2 separate regions of the Callithrix jacchus genome follow, and region 2 is linked to region 1. A link is a contact called in public Hi-C data. All regions are on one chromosome and are shown on one strand. Each heading gives the region's core, a stretch centred on a gene start, on an enhancer-like site or on the middle of the called end of the contact. The rest is flanking DNA. Distances are from core to core; before and after follow the strand shown.

The links. A called contact is a pair of places that touch in the nucleus more often than the background predicts.
Region 2: a Hi-C map of induced pluripotent stem cells shows a contact between it and region 1, with 5 times the contacts expected there. The contact joins two enhancer-like sites. A contact is called at or near these places in 2 of 3 Hi-C or Micro-C datasets (induced pluripotent stem cells and skeletal muscle).

The regions. Positions count from the first base shown.
Region 1 is chr2:152,100,102-152,104,462 of calJac240_pri, forward strand. No RefSeq gene overlaps it. Among named protein-coding and RNA genes, the nearest start is that of ACTBL2, 320 kb to the right of the region's middle. Within about 2 kb of position 2,545, at least 2 of the 16 cell types and tissues checked have an H3K27ac peak or open chromatin away from gene starts, as enhancers often do.
Region 2 is chr2:152,396,757-152,401,406 of calJac240_pri, forward strand. All of the region lies in intron 3 of LOC144581603 (a long non-coding RNA gene), which reads right to left. Among named protein-coding and RNA genes, the nearest start is that of ACTBL2, 27 kb to the right of the region's middle. Within about 2 kb of position 2,990, at least 2 of the 16 cell types and tissues checked have an H3K27ac peak or open chromatin away from gene starts, as enhancers often do.

The DNA of each region.
Region 1 (4,361 bases), core at 1,295-3,794:
TCACTCAGTGTCATACAACATACAACTCAAAGTTTGCTTATATTCCTAAATGTGTGGTATTTCCATTATATCACAAGGTTCTAACATGAAATGTGAGGGCAGAAAAAGAGTGTTGCACTCATGGTTTATACTACTCACTTTATAAATAAAGAGATGGAAGAAAAGAAATAGCATGCCTTAGGCCAAACACTTTAGTGGCAGAGCTGGAGTTAATAGCAAGTATTTTAATTTCCAGGCCAGGGCTTGGGTCACTATATAAAGTCAATAATGATTTCCTTCTTGCCTTTGCAGGAGCTATAAAAGATAACTATGAAAGTCGCATAAAGACCAGAAAATAATTCTTTAACATTGCCTCTTCCATTTACCTCACTTTGCTTTTCCACATTCATGAGCTCTTTCTGATGAACCCAGGGAATCCTCCAAGGCCCCCAACTCTAGCTCCAAGGTCTCCCTCATTATTGCCTCTTTTGTACAGTTGTCCTTATTTATATCGATATGGGAAAGAAAATTAGACTCTATGGGGCACAAGCAAAAGCCCACCAACACAATGAGAGAGCGGTAGGCCCTTAATGCTTAAGACTCAGGATGGATTATAATAGAGATTTGAAAACTAGACTGTTTTCTAGAATTGGACTTCTGTTTTTTCTAAGAATCTATTCATACGACTTTGGGACAGACCCAGAAATTTCTCAGCAGGTCCGTTTCTGCTCCTAATATCATGTAAAAAGATACTTTTATCTAGTTAAGGCTCACAAGTAAATGATAAAACTGTTATATAGTTTAAATCAAACTATTCTACTGACAGTTAAAAGATGCAGTAAGTACTCAGAACTATACAATGCATTTGTTATACAAGAATGAAAATTCAAGCAATTTTTGCTTCCATAACTTCTTCTATGGCCCAATTCTTGGTACATCCCCAAGTAACCCTTCTCAGAAATATACTAGCTCTTTTAAAGCTTTTATCAGTGCAATGTTGTTGACAGTTCTAATGAAGATTTAAGTTAAGAGGCTAAAGCTGGTAGCAAAATGGTAGTTTGGGGATTATCTGGGAATTTCAAGGATCTCTGTTAGCCCTGTCCCCATATTACAGTAGATGACAAGAGTTTTCAGTGACTCATCTTTGCAGTCAATTTAAGGAGTTCAGGGAACCACCCAGGTCTTCAAGGCCAGTTGTTAAAAAGTAATGAGCTTCCTTCATTATTAGAAATTGGGGGCCTGCTATCTTGCCTAAGGAATTGGATAAACTAAATCTTACTCATTTGACCTTTAGAAGTCATTGTGGAGAATCAGAAAAATTCCCATGTTGGTTGACTAGTAAGCTGGAGTTTTATTAAGCCTTGAAAAAGTCCAAGAAAATAAACATGTAGTATGAAGGGTTACCCAGTTGTAGATCTATGACAGTAGGAGAGAAGTGCAGTAGACAAGTAGAGAAGTGAAGTTAAAGCTAGTGTAGACAGAAGAGAGTTAAAGAATTCTGATTTCTTTTTCTGAGTGTTAACGTCTGACCTGCCTTGTTCCCATTTCAAGGCCAGCCAGCCGACTAGCACCACAGACACTAATTAGAAAAGCCCTGTTCAACCTTCTCCTCGACCCTTTTGCCTTAGTGGAGCAGTTAATAACAGAACTGCAGCAGGGCTCTCGGCTAGTAGTAAATTCAAAACATTTGCACGGATGGGGATTGTGTGCTGCTCCATGTAGTTCCTGCCCTAGGAAGGTTGGTTAGTGTAACATTACGAGATGCTTTTCAAATGTCAGCTCTCATTTCTACAGTGATCTCTTACTGATGTATGTTCAGGGCTGAACAGACTGTTGTCTAATTTCTCACCATTCCTCAAGTCTGCCACAAAGAAGCTGAGGGACACTGAAATCTCCCATACCATGCCATAAAGCAAAGAAAGTCTTCTCAGCAGATGCCTATTAACAATTAAAGGAAGTTTAGAAAGAGAGCTTTCAGTTGAGAAATGCTGCAGGCAGCCACATAGGGAACAGAAGAGAAGCACTTAAAAGTTTTTGATGTAATTGTCTGGATAGATATTTAAGCAACATATAAAACTTATCTAACTTTCTCTGCAACTGAGAAGGTCTTCCTAGAACAATATGGGAAAAGATAGAGTAAGCAGGAGGAAACAAGCGTGTGGCTTACAGATGCAGTATTACTTCTTCATATGTAAGAATATAGAATTGGGAATATTTCAGTCAAGTTGCAGATTGTGAGAAACTTGTAGACCCGAGAGTACGGAAAGAGAGGGCATCAGATAACTGTGTGATGTCCGAGCCCTGTGTGTGCGTGCATGTGTGTGTGTGTGTGTGTGTGCGCGCGCGCACGCGCGTGCATGCAGATTTTCAGTTGGGAGAAGTGGATTTATTGACTTAATTTGTAATATTTTACCAGGAGCAAACAGAATGACTTGGCTTATTTTATAGCCTATGAGGCAGAGCACAGACACTCAAATAATGGTGAGCCCTGTAAACAGAGATCACAGCTGTTCTGCAAGCTAACAACGAAGCACTCCCTCATCAGAGAAAACATCACATAACTTTTTAGGCACCTGGACAATCTTGTTGGTGATATATAATCATCTTTGAAAGTCCCAGCTTAGTCTGTGAGCATTTTAGCAGTTGTCAGCTGTTTAAAAAAAAAAGGAAGGGGGAACACTCTGTTTTATTCATAGCGTCCAGGGCCCTCACACACAAGTCCTGGTCTTTGATATATTCCATTCCTGGATTCTCATTCTTAGCTCCTCCAAAACTTTGCCAGAGGCCTATTAAGTGCCAGAAACCACACGAGCACTTTGTAAGTAGTATCTCACATAATTTGCACAACAACGTGTATAAAGTACATAATTATTTCCATTATTATTACATTTTGCTGATGAGGAAACAAGCTATGTGAATAAGCAATAAGCTAATGGTTAGAGATGTGAAGGCAGAAGGCTTGACTTCAAGGTCTGTGCTCAGTGCTGTTAACCAACGTCTATGCTAGAAGACTGCCAGAGCCTGTTTTGAAGACCAGTTGTTCTCGTCATACCATTGGGTTTTTTTTTTTAGCCACTGTGGCTTGAAAGTACAGGGCATCATTGTAGTTCTCATGAGACTATTAGCACTTTGAAGGCAGGGACAGTGCCAGCTCAATGAGTGGCCCACAGGATGCATTCAAATATTTCTTGTGAATTCCTTTTCATTCTCAGGAGAAAACATGATTTGGAAGTTGTCTAGATTTTTTTGAGTGTGGCTAATTTGAATCAAAATGGCTTATCAGTTTGGACAACTTTTTTTTTTTTTTTTTTGAGACGGAGTTTCACTGCTGTTACCCAGGCTGGAGTGCAATGGCGCGATCTCGGCTCACCGCAACCTCCACCTCCTGGATTCAGGCAATTCTCCTGCCTCAGCCTCCTGAGTAGCTGGGATTACAGGCACGTGCCACCATACCCAGCTAATTTTTTGTGTTTTTAGTAGAGACAGGGTTTCACCATGTTGACCAGGATGGTCTCGATCTCTTGACCTCGTGATCCACCCGCCTCGGCCTCCCAAAGTGCTGGAATTACAGGCTTGAGCCATCGTGCCCGGCATGGACAACTTTTTAAATCTCTCTCAGCCTTAGTGTCCTCCGATACAATGCAGGGCATAACCTCGGGGCATTATCTACCTCAGATGTTATTTTGATGATGCAGTAAGTCAGTTATGACTGAAGCCTACAAATAAGAATGACCTATTTCAGGGAGTTAATAGATGTCTCTTTCCTTCCCTGAATGTAAGGGTGCAGATACCATTAGATTTAAACCTTGAAGAGAAAGAGAAGTCAATACCAAATAGTAAAGAGTAATAATCATAAAATAAAAAAATCAAAAGTCCTGCAAAGCTCTGTAAGAAATGCTTTTGCAAGAAGAGTTACTATATTCTCTTAGAAGCACAGTATTTAGCAAACTAAGAAGTACATGCCTAGTAGGAATATCTAGCACTTATTCTGGTAGAACTGATTCACTTTAGATCATAAAATTCACTTGGGAGCTTGTACTAGTCAGAGTTCTCCAGAGAAACAGAACCAATAGGCTATATGGCCATAACTGCATTTTGGTCAATGGTGGCCCGCATATACAACAGTGGCCCCATAGATTATAATGGAGCAATTTCCTATTGCCTGGTGACATCATAGCTGTCAGAATGTTGTCATAGCTCAATGCATTACTCACATCTTTATGGTGATGCTGGTATAAACAAACCTACTGTGCTATCAGTCATATAAAAGTATATAGTAATGTGCTAGCCCTTCACATCCACCACCACTTATTCACTGACTCATCCAGGGCAACTTGCAGTCCACAAGCTTTATTCATGATAAGTGCTCTGTATAGGTGTAC
Region 2 (4,650 bases), core at 1,740-4,239, 300 kb after region 1:
AATTCTCAAACTACTTTATTGAATGAATGTTGGATACAAATAGAATTTTAATTTGTATAGAGTCAAGATAGGAACCTGGATTATTGGAGAAAGGATAAGCATCAGTGAAAGAGTATTTTCCTATATCAAATATACAATTAACATTAAAACAAAGAAACTTATTGTTTTCTAAATGAACATACAGCCTTCTCCAAAAGTAGTCAGTTTCCTAAGCAATATACATGTATAAAAATTCTTCTGACAACTGCTACATTTTCTTCAAGAGGAATTACACACATGACCTTTGAGCTTTCCATAGAAAAAAGTGATCATTCCCAGGCAATCCTTAGCACATCCCTACTAGGTATTAGGCATTTATCTTGAGCTCTAAAAGCAGAATGGCCTTTCCTGCATAAGTAAGGAAAGGACATACAGCAGCTTTGTGACTCACAAAGTAATCCATTCACTGTCTAAAACGTACAATTTCTATTGCAAGGCAGTGCACACTAGGCGAGGCGCAAAGCTTTGACTCATCCAAACAACACAGTTGTCACTTGTCCAGGCAGATAACTTTCACTGGCTTCACCTGCACACTCTCAGCAGTCACATGACCATGAGTGTGACAAAGATGCTACTCTTTGGCTCATGCCTGTAGTCTGGCCTGCTCCTGACAGCACCCCAACTACTGCTGTCCCCTACCCCAGGAAGAAACCTCAAAGAAAGGGCAGGGCAGGATTTTCCACACATACCTGAAAGGCTTCTGTGGGACCATCTGCTCACCTGGAGGCTGCGGACGTGAGAGCCCTCATCTCCCTCCTGCTCACCTAGACTCCTCTGCCCCACCCCATTCACCAACAGAATCAATAGAAGTCCACACCTGCTAAAGCCCTCCTCATTTGTATACCTGCTCCCTCGGAAGGTCTGTGCTCTCTTTGCTTGTATTTTACCTGGCTAGAAGGAGAGAGACTGAAGGGGCTGCAAGGATTTTTTTAAAAAAAGAGGGTAGTCCTTTAGAGTCCTCTTAGAATCTTAATAAACATGAACTGTTCTGAAACACTCTAATCTAGTGCTTTCAATGTTTTCCCCCATCTAAACCAAAACTATTGGTTGAGTCTACAGAAAACTGCCAATATTCAACTATGTGTGACATACAAAAATGTCAGTTTGATATGGTTCAGCCTAATAACAGAGGGTGACTTGAGCTTTTGGCTGTATTAGTTCTAAAGTTCAGCTTTTCAAAGACTCAGTAGACTATTGTGACCTGAAACTTCCCTTTGTAACTTTGTTATTCTGGGAATCGAGTTATATATCCCTAACAACTGACCACAAACAATTTTTGGAACACAACCCATTCATAAGTTGAGGTCTGCCTACAAAGAATGTTCTTTCCTGTGCAAGGCAGGTTGATGAATTGCATTTATTAGAATTACAGGATAAAGAAACCACAAAAGGCTAACTTCGGGTCTTCAGATAGTCCTCTCAGCCTTCTGGCTCCAAAACATAATCATAATTTAAGCTTGTCTGGTGGTGAGCCAGGCTGTCCCAGGAAAAATCAATGCAATCAGACTCGTGAGGCTAAGTGAAGGCCTCATGAGTCTCAACGTGGAAACAAAAAAAAAGCTGCCTAATCAAAAGCAAACTTCAGAAATGAAGGAGAGATAAAGAAAACAAACAAACGAGTAAAGAGAGTACACAAATGTGGGGATGTGATTCTAAACGGTGTCTTAACCATGCTTGCCTGTTGAAATAACTTGCGAAGGTTTAAAGATACAGGTGCCTGTGCCTCCCATACATTCTAATTTCAGTGGACAGTAGTGCATCTGGGCACCCAGTTCTATAAAGCTCCCTAGGCAATTCTAATAAGCATTCATTTTTAAGAATCCTGCTTCTAAAGATTAATCCAAAACCAGGAAATAGATTCAAGGAGTAAAAGGTAGGAAATATGAATAGGATTTTTAGGTCTAAAATGAGCCCTTGATCCAGGCAGTCACTCTAACAGGTGAGGCCAGTGTCAGAATTCCCTGTGGTAGTTTCCTAGAGGCATAAAGGCTTCCAGGGAGTCAGAAAGGCATGTGGCATCAGGAGGAGATAGCAAATGGTCATAGGGTCCCAGTCATAGGTTCAGGTAGAATCTGAAGGAAAAGGGAAAATAAGGGGTAAAAAAACAGGCACAAATTCCACCACTAAGAGAACTCTGAAGATAGGGCAGGAAACAAAAAACCAAGATGTGCTTAGATGGACACAAGGTAACATCATGAAGCTGAAAGATGAGATTCATTGAATACTGAGTCCTCAGGTCCTTCTTTTCCTTCTCCTTACAGCCAGGATTGCTCCTACAGCCCAGAGGAAACTGTTATTATCCCAGCTGTGGGGGTAAAGAATTTAGGGGCGAAACCCCAGCAAGCCTCTGTAGTTTTTTCCCTTAGAATAAGCAACTTGCTTCCTTCTATGTGCCATACCCAAAAAGGAGGGTCTTTTTGTTTAAGTTCTGCTCAAGACCTAATTTTTTAGGAAAACTTCCATCTAATGGCATAATGTATGGCCCACTCTCTCCCTCAATGTATAGTCATATACAGCTGCACTGTTTGTACACTGCATAAAGGCACATGAATGAGAGTTAGGGACTGAAGTCATGTGGCCTGGTACCGAGCTGTTTCTGCCCAGAGAACCCTCCTTTTCTACTTGACACAAAGCCTCAGTGGGAGTTAGGAGTAGCTCTGACAGTAACGAATGATTTGCATCTATTTAAATCTTTGTTGATAAATGATTAATCTACTGACTCTAACCCTACCAAAATTGATGGATAAATGCTATGTTTTAAATATTTAACAGGGCAATCTGCATTTACTCCGCACACTGACATTTTCTCTTTAAAAATGTTCATTTTTTTAAAAAAGAAACTCCATCAAGTGTAGCAAGAAAAAGCTCGTACTCTTGCCCAGTCAACTTCATCCACTGACGACAGCAGGGAAAAACATAAGAGCCCCTTGTTTTGCTGTCTTTGTTTCCCATGTTCTGAGCAAAATTGCACTGAAATTATGAACAGCTAGCAAATGGTATATAAATGACCAAAAACCAAATGACAGCTCTATGAACAGTCAGGCTGGCCCTGGCAAAGCCAGGCTGCTTGGGTTCTGGAACAAGAATTAAGGAATCAAGTTCCATTCCTGGCACTATCCCCAGTTTGCTGTTAACCTTTTTTGTTGTCACCTCTTTTGCATCCATAGGGCGTTGTGACATGCACTGCAGTGCAAAGGAGACAGTGTTTGACAAGATCTGAGCATCTTGGACAGAGGCCACAGAGCCAAGTCAATGCAGAGAGAGCTCCTCACAAGTGTCTCTCCCTGGGGCTCAGCTCTCTAAGGGATCTCTCTCCCCGGGGCTCAGCTCTCTAAGGGATCTCTCTCTCTGAGACTGTTGAGCTGCTTGTTGAGGTGTCAGCCCTTAACTCAATGGGAATCATTAGGGGAAAAAACGAATCGTAGAAAATATCTCATTTCCCAATGGGACAGAGATTCTTGACAGAGCTTAACCCAGCAGTGTAGAAAAATTCAAGAGAAATGCAACAGTGCCCTCAAGGAACAGACACATCTTGTGCATCTGAGCTGTGCTTTCTTTCCATCCTTTGATTACTGTCACTCCCCCAGGCTCACTCAGTATTAAACCCTTTCATACCATGTGGCTCCTCTTGAGACTCCATCATAACTGTTTAGGTTCAGATGAAGACAGCTCAAACCATTCTATTTGGACCTCAGTTTCTGCCCTCTGTCTTTCCTCACCAGAAAAAAAACATTCCTTCATTTTGGAAATCATATCTATTCTAAAGTTAGGAACATGGTCCCTTCATAGCTGATGGACCCTTCATAGACCATCATGGTCCCTTCACCACAGATGTTCTGTGCATACACCTCCAAGACTGACTTAGTTTCCAGAAATTACCTCCTTTCTCTAAAACTTCCCAAAGAAGGAAGAATCAGTGAACTCACCCAGCAAATTTGTTCAGATCTGGGTCTGGTCTCACATCTGTTTCCTTCTCTACCCACGGGAATGCTGAGTGTGGGGGTTTTTTGGAACAAATGAGAAGAAAGTTCCTATTTAATAGAAGGTGGAGTGTTGGTTATTAAACCTGGGCCCCATCACCATCTCGGGTGCATCTATTTCCTCAGGAATCCTGTTCTGATAGCATCCTCCAGGCCTGGTGCTCCCTTCTCAGAATTTACAATGGAAGATTGGGTGGAGACAGGACTGGCTTTGGTTTTGTTTTGCAGAAAACCAGATCTCTCTCTCTGCTTTTAAATTGCCTTCGCCTTGCTCGCCAAGGAGAGGCCATAGAGGCACCTGTGATGATACTGCCCTTGCTCCCACTCACTGTATTTATACCCTGACTACCGTACTCCAGATTTAAGGCTCCCAAGTTGGACCAAGTGACCTCCACAATCCTTCCATAATTCTTTAAGCCTTTTTCATCAATTAAAACAATTTTCAAGTATAACCCCCTTTTGCTTTTCTCCTTCCCATCATTCATATTCAGCCAGACTAGTTAAAATCAAAAGGAATAAAAAGTAACAAAAACCTATGTGTGTGGCTATTAAATAGGAAGCTATAGTTTGAAAACCTCAATCTTCTCACTTGGAGGTAAGGTCTGCAATGTCTTTTCATGTAGTTTTAATT